Linked DNA regions of Arabidopsis thaliana: region 1 is linked to region 2. A link is a contact called in public capture Hi-C data. All regions are on one chromosome and are shown on one strand. Each heading gives the region's core, a stretch centred on a gene start, on an enhancer-like site or on the middle of the called end of the contact. The rest is flanking DNA. Distances are from core to core; before and after follow the strand shown.

Evidence for each region. Capture Hi-C pulls out chosen DNA fragments and counts their contacts.
Region 1: a capture Hi-C map of seedling shows a contact between it and region 2, with 2.9 times the contacts expected there. The contact joins the promoter of AGT here to the promoter of SCPL43 in region 2. A contact is called at or near these places in 2 of 3 other capture datasets (root and seedling).

The regions. Positions count from the first base shown.
Region 1 is chr2:5,539,979-5,546,470 of TAIR10.1, reverse strand. AGT (alanine:glyoxylate aminotransferase) reads left to right here and starts at 5,062. Exons shown (of 6, transcript NM_001335388.1): 1 at 5,062-5,236; 2 at 5,536-6,058; 3 at 6,142-6,492. The coding sequence starts at 5,569. It overlaps CHR5 (chromatin remodeling 5), which reads left to right. Exons shown (of 31, transcript NM_126926.5): 26 at 1-150; 27 at 249-426; 28 at 514-695; 29 at 794-1,147; 30 at 1,239-1,332; 31 at 1,497-2,417. The coding sequence ends at 1,870.
Region 2 is chr2:5,070,725-5,077,190 of TAIR10.1, reverse strand. SCPL43 (serine carboxypeptidase-like 43) reads left to right here and starts at 4,535. Exons shown (of 11, transcript NM_001335381.1): 1 at 4,535-4,787; 2 at 4,961-5,210; 3 at 5,296-5,403; 4 at 5,491-5,583; 5 at 5,660-5,752; 6 at 5,888-5,973; 7 at 6,305-6,466. The coding sequence starts at 4,964. It also overlaps the pseudogene AT2G12490.

The DNA.
Region 1 (6,492 bases), core at 3,813-6,312, 470 kb before region 2:
AAGTTTGGGAACCATAATCAAATGGCATGTATTGCAGAAGAGGTGGGTGGTGTTGTTGAAGCAGCCCCGGAGGAAGCACAAGTTGAGCTATTTGATGCTTTAATTGATGGTTGTAAGGAATCTGTTGAAACAGGAAATTTTGAACCAAAGGTAAAACTTGAAATATAAACATCTGAAATGAAGGCTCTTTTGTTTTCCTTGTTGTTCACTTGGATATTTCCAATCTTCCTGTTTTCTATTCTCTGCAGGGTCCTGTGTTGGATTTCTTTGGTGTGCCAGTTAAAGCAAACGAACTATTAAAACGTGTGCAAGGACTGCAGCTCCTATCAAAGCGTATTAGTCGATATAACGATCCAATTTCACAATTCCGGGTGTTGTCATACCTTAAACCTTCAAATTGGTCCAAGGGTTGCGGTTGGAATCAGAGTATGTACAACCTAAATTCAATATTATCATATCAGCATCTGTCTTATGTTTTTTATCCTAAGTCTTTTTATCATTTGGTGTTCTCAGTCGATGATGCGAGATTGCTTCTGGGAATTCTTTATCATGGTTTTGGGAATTGGGAAAAGATACGATTAGATGAGAGCCTTGGACTTACAAAGAAGATTGCTCCGGTTGAACTTCAACACCATGAGACTTTTCTACCTCGTGCTCCAAACTTAAAGGAGCGTGCCACTGCACTTCTGGAAATGGTGCAGCATATTACTTGCTAAGATTTCTCTTGGTAATTAATTTTCGTAATAACCTTCCTTGAAGAAATGATTGACAGTATGAAATTTACTTTTCACAGGAACTTGCTGCAGCAGGAGGGAAAAATACAAATGCCAAAGCATCCCGTAAAAATTCCAAAAAGGTCAAGGATAATCTTATTAATCAATTTAAAGCTCCTGCCAGAGACCGGAGAGGAAAATCTGGTCCTGCCAATGTAAGTTTATTATCAACAAAAGATGGACCTCGAAAAACCCAAAAAGCTGAGCCGTTGGTGAAGGAAGAAGGGGAAATGTCTGATGATGGGGAAGTTTACGAGCAGTTCAAGGAGCAGAAATGGATGGAATGGTGTGAAGATGTCTTGGCCGATGAAATCAAAACTCTTGGACGTCTACAAAGACTGCAAACCACAAGTGCCGATCTGCCAAAGGAGAAGGTCTCATTTTATCTTCCATCGTTAATAGTCCTGGACTTCCTCCGTCTTTATCTGATCTCATCTCAAAATTCCTTGTGTGTCCCGCAAATAGGTACTTTTCAAAATCCGGAGATATTTGGAAATCCTTGGGCGAAGAATAGATGCAATTGTCTTAGAACATGAAGAAGATCTATACAAGCAAGATAGTAAGTAATGCAATATCTGGTCACTTTGCAGCAACATTTCTGTTTTTGTAAAAAGTTGATGATAGTTGGATAAACCCTGTTAGCTCTAAGACAGTAAAATACTTTTTCTCAGATAACCATTTTAATGCCCATGGTTGTATCATTAACGGGAAATCAAAATGCAGGAATGACAATGAGATTGTGGAACTATGTTTCAACTTTCTCAAATTTGTCGGGGGATCGACTCAATCAAATCTACTCCAAATTGAAGCAGGAGAAAGAGGAAGAGGAAGGGGTCGGGCCATCGCACCTCAATGGTTCTAGGAACTTCCAGAGGCAACAAAAATTCAAAACAGCAGGGAACTCCCAAGGATCACAGCAGGTTCACAAGGGCATTGACACAGCAAAGTTTGAAGCGTGGAAACGAAGAAGAAGAACAGAAAACGATGTTCAGACTGAGCGACCAACGATAACAAACTCTAACTCGCTGGGAATACTCGGCCCTGGACCATTGGATAGAAGCCATAGGGCACGTCAAACCGGATTTCCCCCAAGATAAGTTTTCTCTGTTCTGGTACCATACATTATGCTCTGCATTTGCCGGTTGAACTCTGGTTTGATCATCGATTCAGAAGCTCAACAACATAGATACCCGGAAAACTCATTTTTTTTAAAAAGTCGGAAACACGGCAGCAGTGTTCGGTTTTGGTTGCTCATATTGGAGATTGGCATACCCGACTAGCTGATGCTGACGCTGGCTTACCCGAGAAAGCCATAACTTTGTTATTGGCAAAGAGATAGCACTTACCAGTTACCAGGTGGTTTGCTTAGGTATAAATAGTTGTGGATGTAGTCAAAGCTGCTGGACTCCATTTCCTTATATATTTATATATATATATATATATATATATATGTTACCCATTTGGAATAGAGCAAATTGTACATTACCAGTTTTGTTAATTTTAATTTACTTAATTTTATGTGTTTCTCATTTTCACATTTCGTAAGTTTTAATGGAAAAAGGTACCCACGCCATCATTTGTATAACTTTTACTATGATGTTTCAGATCTCTGAAGTAATGAAACAGTCGACACTTTGGCTCGAAGGCACCATTTCAATCAATCAGATCAATTTTGAACAATTGAAAAGACTGAAAACCTTATAGGTTTTATAACGTCCCGATCAAAAGTGTCAAACTGGTCTAAATCCATTGTTGCACGTCCTAAACCCTTTTATGCTTCGACAATGCTCACTTGCACAATCTGTAGAGGAGTAAGTAGAAGAGTTAGTGAGGATAATCATATTCGTCAACATGCAAAAGAAGAATACCAAGTTAACCAGTTCCAAACCATTATATCAGTCACGCCAATCATGTCATACACATAATTCATACCGATCATATCATTTACGTTGGTCACATCATTCGCATCGATACAACGAAACATGCATAGATTCCCAATACATAACACTCAAACTAATAATTTTCAAGATTAAATTACAAACGATATATATTGATGCAACTTAAATAACAAACGTAAAAAAAAAACCTATACACCTATTTTGCTACAACCGAATTTCACATTTGATGACAAAAATAAAAGATCCGTCATCTTTAGAAATATCTCTACTGTCTTTGACCGACGCTTTTATCTCCGGAATGCGAAGCTTCACTTTTCTTTGAAGGATTATGGATTCATCACTTTTCTTATCATTTTTAAAGACAAGTTTCGCTTCATGTTTTTGGGTATGTCGATGGTCTCATCAAAACAAGAATCTCCTCTTACATGGTCTTAGTTATTAAGGAGTATCATGATTCATGGCTTGCTTTCACATAAAGGATTTTGGGGTCTTGAAGTTTTTTCTTGGCATTTACGTAGGTAAAATTTCTTTAGGAATTTATCTATATTAACATATTATGCTCTTGACATCACCCTCGAGAGGGCCTTCTAGCTGCCAAGTCGACAGTTTGTTCTCTGGATTCGCATTGATCCAACAAAACATGCATATTCTTGGTCATAGGTTGAGGGTTATGACTTTCATTGATCATGTTTGTTTTAGACACCTTATTGCTACTTTGCTAGGTTGATTTTATCTCAGTGTGGAAACACTAAAACAAAATGATTCCATATACTTTTATTTGCATTTAAATATCTCCAATGTTGAGTAATAAAGAGTTGTATTCTAACTTGTTTTTCTAACCAATTTTTTTATGCAAAAGAAATTCAAACATCCTAATCGTATGGCCAAATATAGTTTGTATTTTACAAAGTCTCCATATTCTATACATTCAATAGATATTCACCTAAATATAGTTTGAATTATGTGTCGTCTAGTGCAATAATAATCCTAAACATAAAACAAGAGAGCGAGAGATAGTGAAGAAGTGCCCCGAGGATTCGGCGTTTGGTCGTGTGGTCTTTGTTGCAAAAACAGGTTGTGTGGCTCTCTCCCTTTTATCTCCTTATCTCTCCTCTTCCCTTTTCCACCTCTTATCTTTCTTACTTTCTTATATTACAATATCCCTCCCTAATTCCATTATATATTTTGTTTTATCCCCAAACCTTTTCAAAGTCAACTCCGTCTCCCACCCCACTCTCTCATTATATAAATATATATTTTGCCAAAAAATTCGTGATGGATCCTAATCTTCGTGGATCAGAATAGTAACGTGCAGTTCAACTGCGGATAAAGTACAATGCAGTTCTAATAGTAACGAAAATATCTACATACACTGCACCGCACAATGCGGTTCGATCACCGTTCGGAACCTTTTTTGGAAACAACTTTCCTACTAAGTGGATTCGAATCAAAATTCTCATCTTTCAAATTAACTATTAGACCAAGAACCTCTTGGTTTATCCAACTATCATCCTTTTTTCATTCTGAATTTTACAGAAAAAAATGTGGTGGCTAAGTAAACATAGGTTGCATGTATGCATGACTTACTAATACTATTATCATGGTTCCAATTTTTTTATTTTATTTCGACTAATGTTTTTAAGTGCTTTCATCTTTAAACAAAATCTGAGCCTTGTAATTGAACTCAATTATATAGTTTTGGTAAGAAATTAACTATGAAAGATGATGTCTAGTCAAAGGATACCAAGCTTTTAGGAGATGTATTGGAAAATGATCTGAGTTTTAGTTGAGTTTTTATATGATTTTGATGATTTTAGGAAAGTTGATACGAATTTTTATAAAATCTTTTCAAATTTCATCTAAAACCGTATAATTTGGATTTCTATATTTTTAACTAAAATGTTTTTCTCAAATCTTCTCCAATCTTTCAAAATTAATAAGAATCAAATTGACAAACCGTTTTCAATAACAATAAATTTTTAAATTATTAGTTTAATAACACTAAATTTTATTATTAAAATTATTAAAATCCATAATTAGATAACATAAAATTTGTAAATTTTACACAAATCACTTAAAATACTAGATTAAATACACTCTTCGTCAATAAACAAATTTAGTAAGCGGGTTATACGGCGGGTACACTCACCAAGAGTTTTTAAGAAGATTAGTCAGTGGTAAGAGAGTCTTGATCTCTGATTAAAAAAAAAGAGTGATTTGATTATTATTATTTTGAACACGACAAAACAAACTAATGTGGAAAAACTGAAAAATATAAGAGAGAAGAAGGGCAAATATGCAAAGGTAACACAAATGCATTGTGAGCCATACGTAAGCTCAAAGATTTTTCACGTTGCTCTTATCTGCCACGCGGCCAAGATTCCAATAAGGCAAGCTACTTGATTGGGATAAACTAAATAACAAAATAAACTACTTACAAAAACATCATGTAATTTAAAATAAATAAATAAAATAAAAAAAAGAAAAAGAAGAAGATATATTAAAGAGGTTTGTGAAGACGAAGGAGTCCAAAACCTCCCTCAGGAGCTTCCGCCTTATTCAGAGGTTAAACTTCTCTCTTCCTTGCAAATTTACTTCTTCGTTTTCTCCGCTTGTTTGTGTCTATGATCTTGCCTATGAAACATCTTTTTATAGTACACATATATGTTGTCTTATTGGAAATATGATCGGCTAACATATTTGTTATTGTTATTAACAAAAAAAATAACATTTGTTATTGTTCACCGGAGTTGATAGTAGCAATAGTACATATTACATGGTCATATATGCATATGGCTACATGTTTGAGTTATATTCGATTATCTGGTGAAAGATGAGATTGTGAGTTTGTAAGTTTTTGACAGTGTAGAGGAGGATCCAAAAGAAAAGAGGAAAAAATGGACTATATGTATGGACCAGGGAGACACCATCTGTTTGTACCAGGACCAGTGAACATACCGGAACCGGTAATCCGGGCGATGAACCGGAACAACGAGGATTACCGGTCACCAGCCATTCCGGCGCTTACGAAAACATTGTTGGAGGATGTTAAGAAGATATTCAAGACCACATCAGGGACACCTTTTCTGTTTCCCACGACCGGGACTGGTGCTTGGGAGAGTGCCTTGACCAACACGTTATCTCCTGGAGACAGGATTGTTTCGTTTCTGATTGGACAATTTAGCTTGCTCTGGATTGACCAGCAGAAGAGGCTTAATTTCAATGTTGATGTGGTTGAGAGTGATTGGGGACAAGGTGCTAATCTCCAAGTCTTGGCCTCAAAGCTCTCACAAGACGAGAATCATACCATCAAAGCCATTTGCATTGTCCACAACGAGACCGCGACCGGAGTTACCAATGACATCTCTGCTGTCCGCACACTCCTCGGTCATTAATTCCTCACAAATAATCTGTTTTTCTTTTGTGTTTTCTCTGTTTTAAATCTCACTTACATTAGGGTTTACATACAGATCACTACAAGCATCCGGCTTTGCTGCTAGTGGACGGTGTTTCGTCCATCTGCGCGCTTGATTTCCGAATGGATGAGTGGGGAGTGGACGTGGCCTTGACTGGGTCTCAGAAAGCCTTATCTCTTCCAACAGGACTTGGTATTGTCTGCGCCAGTCCTAAAGCTTTGGAAGCTACCAAAACTTCTAAATCTCTCAAAGTATTCTTTGACTGGAATGACTACCTTAAGTTTTACAAGCTAGGAACCTATTGGCCATACACACCTTCCATTCAACTTCTCTACGGTCTTAGAGCTGCTCTTGATCTTATCTTTGAGGAAGGACTTGAGAACATCATCGCCCGCCATGCTCGTT
Region 2 (6,466 bases), core at 3,286-5,785:
CATTACACTTCCAACAGCACTTGAGTATGGAGTTTTAACTGTATCTATGCACTCTGAATCGTCCTGCACAGATGCAAGTTTAAAATGATTTTGAATAACCATCTGCAACTGATCACCTTTCTGTCCTTTGGTCTGTCAACAAGTTCCCAAGTACCATTCTTTGCTAAAGAATCCATTTCTTCACCGATAGCTCCATTCCATAGCTCCCAGTTTTCATCCTTTTGAGCATCATGAAGACATTGTGGTTCTTCTTCCACATTCAGTATCTCATATGTCATTAACGCAAATGCAAATTGAGAATAGTCCTTCATTTTAACCGGAGCTACGATCTGTCTGCGAGTTCTGTCTCTTGCAAGTTGGTAATTTGTCAACCCACTTGGTTCATGTGACTGATTAACTGCAGTTTCTGCAGGTTCTTCAGAATCTTCTTCAGATTCACTTTCACTGACTTCTACCAGCTCAGTAGTTACTCCACCTTGCTTAGAACTGACTCGCTTCTTAACCAATTCTGAAATAACATCAGAATTTGATGTTGATGCTTCAGCGTCTTCTGCTACTACATCATTCACATCTTTGTTCAGGTCTTTGTAGACCATATCTTCTCGAAATATCACATTTCTACTTATCACGCATTTTCTTTCATCAAGCAGCCATATCTTGTAACCTTTTGTGCGAGCAGGGTAACCTAAGAACACTCCTTTAAATGCTCTTGGCTTCAGCTTTCCTTGATCATGATGAACATATGCGATTGATCCAAATCTCTTCAAGTGTTTGTATCCCGGCTTTCTGTTTAGCCATAGTTCTTCAGGAACATTATGATCAATGGCTGAGGCTGGAGATCTGTTAATGATGTATGCAGCAGTTGCAGCTGCTTCAGCCCAGAAACTCTCATCCAGACCTGACTCATTCAGTAAACATCTCACTTTCTTCATGATCGTCCTGTTCATTCTCTCTGCAACACCATTTTGCTGTGGTGTGTACACACACGTCCTGTGTCTTCCAATACCATGAGTCTTGCAGTACCTGTCAAACTTAGTATTGCAAAATTCCAACCCATTATATGTTCTCAAACACTTAATCTTTCTATCCACCTGATTCTCTACAAGTTCTTTCCATTCACAAAACTTATCAAAAGTTTCATCCTTAGTCCTAAGGAAATATAACCATACTTTTCTAGTCTTATCATCTATGATAGAGAGAAAGTATTGTTTACCTGATAAGGAGGGTGATACATTTGATGATCCCCAGAGGTCTGCATGAACATAGCTTAGTGCTTCCACAGCATCATGTTTTCCCACATTGAAACTCAGTCTCTTGGACTTTCCCATTACACAATGTTCGCAGAAATCCAAATCCTTGATTTCTTTACCGTTCAATAGACCCTTACCAGCAAGAAATTTCAGGTTATTTAAACTCATGTGGCCTAACCTGCTATGCCACAATGATGTTTTACTCTGTGATTCCACAGCTGCACAATTTTCAGTCATCACCGTCTCACCATCAAGAATATACAGACCGTTGACTAAGCTTCCACACAAAGCAGTAACCTGATTCTTAAAGTATCTCACTTTTCCTGCTCCACCTTCATGTTGATACCCTAACTTGTCAAGTGTCCCTATGGAGATGAGATTCCTTCTCAGGTTTGGCACATACTTGACATTGTTTAGAATCTTTATAGATCCTCCATGTGTGTTAACTCTGATGGAACCTTGGCCTTGCGATTCAACTAAGTGATCATCTCCGAGTAGTATGGTTGTAGATCCATTTTCCTGAAAATCACAGAACCAGTCTCTTCTTGACGTCATGTGTGAAGTACATCCTGAGTCCAAAACCCATAGATCTTTAACCAACTGATCATTCACACTTAGTGCTTCAGAGAAAAAAAGTTTCTCTATGATGACACCAGCTTCACCAGGACCTTCTGTTTCCATTTTCTTCTTTCTAGCAAAACAGTCTTTCTTAACGTGACCTTCTTTCTTGCAAAACCAGTAGGTTACTCTTGTTTTAGAGTTTGATCTGCTTCTTCCTCTGCCTTGACCACCCTTCTGATTGTTTTGATTGTTCTGATTGTTTCTCACTAGTGGTCTACCTCTTTCAGTAGTATACAAGACCGTTGAGGAGCTTCTTTCAAGATCTAGAGATTCATTTAGCTCTCTCTCCAACGACTTAGCAGAGGAGATTACATCCTGCAGAGACAAAGCTTTGTTCCCATACTTCAGGGTATGCTTTAACTGAGAGTATCTTGATGACAATCCATTCAAGAACAATATTGCACGAACTTCTTCACCTACCACAATCTCAAGACTGCTTAGCTCGACAACTATCTTCAAGAATTCATTCACATTCTCATTAATTGACATTGTGTCATTCATCTTGAATGAGTAAAACTTAAGCTGCACATATATTCGATTTGGTAACGATGTTTCCATATACAGCTTATTCAAGGTTTCCCACATCTCTGCAGCAGACTTGCAGTGGTCAATTTTCCTCAGAACAACATCACCAACGTGAGCGATAATCACATTCATTGCTTGTTCTGATTTCTCCATCTTTACAAGATCAGGTACTTCCTTAGTCTGTGATGACTATGATCCATCATCATCACCTTCCTCAACCTTCTTTCCTTCACTTTTCGTAAGCGGAACAACTTTCGTCAATGTGAAATCATCGATCACTCCTTTAAGCCCAGCCAAGCCGAGATGTGCTTTCATCCTTGTCTTCCATAGCGAGAAGTCTGAGTTCTCGTTAAAGACTTGAAACGAAGCCTTTAAACCTGAATTCAAGTTCGCTTTGCTCGTCATCGCCATTAAAGAACCTTAGGCTCTGATACCAATCTGTTACAATCCGATGACTCAAAGATCGATTCAACACAACTCGATTCAATCACAACACAACTCGATCAAGCTTCAATTCGCGGAACACTCAATAGATCGATCAAGAACATAATCAAACAAAGAACGAAACGAACACACAATTGTTTACCCAGTTCAGATCACCGGTGTGATGATCCTACATCTGGGGCCGGATTCAATCCAGCAATCCACTATGAATCAATATTTACTCAAGCTCAAAACCCAGAGCTCAAGATCGTGTTACAAAGGAAAAGAATTGAGATAAGAATTTTCTGTTGCAACAAACAAAGGAAGAAGAAGACTATTTATAACAGAGTCCAAGTCAAACCCTCTAATACCAAGAGAGTCTCTTCAATCTTCTACTGAACTCAAACCGATTTCTCCTTTCTCCTTAAACCAATACCAAACTGGCATTGAACCGTGATCCAACAACTAACTGATTAAACCAAGTCGACATCAGGCTAAACCAAAAGTTTGAATCACACCTTTACATCATTCTCTTTATTTTCTTTTGATTGGGAATTTAATTTTGCAAGATCTGTATTCTTTTTTTCTACAAAAAATAAATTTATACCGTTTAGGTATGTTGGTAATGGAGTTATTATATATATCTAAAAAGCCATTTGAATATGCATCATTTTTGTTTTAATAGTCGTATAGGTCATTATGTATCAATGGTCGAAATGAGCTTCTTTATATAGATGAATGAAAAGTGCTCAAGAAGTTTCGATTTTTGGCCAAAAAACTCCAAATAGTTTTCCAAATATTTGAAAATACAATATTTGATTTTTCATATTTTGATTTTTTGTATTAGTAATTGAATATTGTCTACATTCTAACATTCATGGTCAGATTTATGAATGACCAAGTATCACAATCTCAAAAAAATAGCAGAACTATGGAATAAAATATAAGATTTTTTTTTACGTAAAGGAATATTCCATAAATAATGATTTTAGATGTAGTAATTAGTTGAGAAAAGATATGTTTTTATAAAAAAAAATAGAACTAATGTCTTTATTGGGTTTAGTAATTTATACTGTCATAATTTATTTAGAAAACAAATGGTTAAATAACAAAACCATTTGATTAGCAAATATTAGTTTGTCATATCTATATAAGGTTGATATATTTACAAAATTAATCATTTAATTTCGTTTGAAATTTTTTAGTAAGAAAAACCAATTACGGAAGATCCAATTGAAGATTTCCGGATCAAAATATAAAAAACGACCCGATTAGATTAGCAATTTTGTACTTCAAAAAAGTTATGTAGATATGCACTTGTACTTTTAAGTTTCAGGAATTTTGGATTTACAAAACCAAACTAGTTATATGTAGTTGTGCATAGTTAAACACGCTCAATTTAATTCTGAGATATATATCAGTTTCTTTTGAATCAATTAGACAACGTCGACACAAAATTTAAAAAATCGACAGGAGTTCTTAAAAATAATTTTCAAATTTTCAATTGAATTCTACACAAAATCGAGAAAAAGTAACTGATTTCAACATACAAAAATTCAGAATCGTATGCAGTTGTATTCAAGTTGTACTCAAATAGATTACTAAGAGATCAGAAAATATAAGCCTGAGAAAGAAAAATATTTAATGATACTGTTACTAATCACAATATAAATTGGACTACCGTTTTACAAGGAAGGGCTTCTGAGAGTTTGCTCCTCACGTGCTTCTTGCCTAAAACGGAACTGTGTCGTTTTAGATCTAGTTCTAGTGTTAGAACACTTGAGGAAAACTTGGGAACAAAGATCACTAGATTCGTGTCTTCTTGTTGTACAAGCCTATGATAGAACCTGATTCTAGACTTATAGTGGGTTCTTGCTCATTTACGTTCTCTGCAATTCTCTGTTTCTTGTTCTGTTTTCAAGTCCTCTTCAAAGTTCTTTACAAACGAGTGCTAATCGAAAAGAGATAGTGAGTTTTATAAACTCTATACCTCACACTGAATAATTTGGATTCTGAATGTTTTTTTTGAGTCTTTGAAATTGTTCTGTTTATTGGTATAATTTCAGTGAAGTATTAAAGATTCAGTGAGATTGACGTTAACTTATAACTTGTTGTTGCTTTTGTATTTTGACATGTTTCAGAACATGGTATCGTCTCGGGCCGTTGTGATGGCCATTATGGTATTGGTCACAGTGCAGTGGTTGGTTTTTGCTGAAGGTTATCCGGAAGAAGACTTGGTGGCCAGGCTACCTGGTCAACCAAACGTCGGGTTCAGACAATTTGCTGGATATGTCGATGTGGACTCGGAAAATGGTCGTAGTCTTTTTTACTACTACGTGGAGGCTGTAAAAGAACCTGACACTAAGCCCTTAACCCTTTGGCTCAATGGAGGTCTCTGTTTCTGCATAGCCTTTAAGCTACTTCCTTAGTTATAAATGTTTGAGTTAAAAGTTTATATTTGAGGTTTGTAATGCAGGTCCAGGTTGTTCTTCAGTTGGTGGAGGAGCTTTCACTGAGTTAGGTCCATTTTATCCTACGGGCGATGGCCGTGGCCTTCGCTTGAACTCCATGTCTTGGAACAAAGGTTTGTTTTTGACAATTTTATGCAAAAAGCAGAGAACTATGTGATTCTACGTTTGTGATGCTGTTGTCTCTTATTGCGTATGTGTAGCTTCGAACTTGTTATTTGTGGAGTCACCAGCCGGAGTAGGATGGTCATACTCTAACAGAAGTTCGGATTACAACACTGGGGACAAGTCTACTGGTAAAGTATATATCCCATTTTTTCAGATTATATTAGAACACTGTTGTATCTTGACATGTTTTTTGTATTTGAACAGTCAATGATATGCTTGTGTTCTTGTTGAGATGGTTCAACAAGTTCCCAGAGTTGAAGTCTCGCGACCTCTTTCTCACTGGCGAAAGCTACGCAGGTGTGTCTTTTATTATTCTGATTCTTAGTTTATGAAATGGCTATGTGAGTAACAATGTTGGTGGTTATGTGTTTGATGATGTTACTTGTCAGTTTTACTTTTATCTAACCAATGTTTGATTTGATTCTCTCGCAGGGCATTACATACCTCAACTGGCTGATGTGATACTCAGCTACAATTCACGCTCAAGTGGGTTCAAATTTAACGTCAAAGGCATTGCAGTAAGCAAAAGAACCTTCTTCTTAAAGTTTCATCAACTCTTTTGGCTCTCTTCTGATTTTTTTTTGTGTTTTTTTTTTTGATACGAGACTATGGTTAGGTAGATTATGATTTGGGTTTTCATAATTTCCTTTAAACGTTAAAGTGTTTTATTTTATGCATTAGCGTTATGTCTAAGTTGTATGATGAATACCTATATAAGGGTTCTCAATTGATTAATAAAAAAACTAAGCTCCAACAATTAACCTAATTCTCTAAGAGAGACTTGGGTGAAAAGGAAGCTTTTGCTTTAAAACTTTTGGGCCATAATATTTTTTGTGTGTTTCTGATCAGATTGGGAATCCACTTCTGAAGCTTGACAGGGACTTTGCAGCTGCATACGAGTACTTCTGGTCACATGGGATGATCTCTGATGAAGTAAGACTCACAATCATGAACCAATGTGACTTTGCCAATCCAAAGAACATGAGCAATGCTTGTATATATGCAATCGTT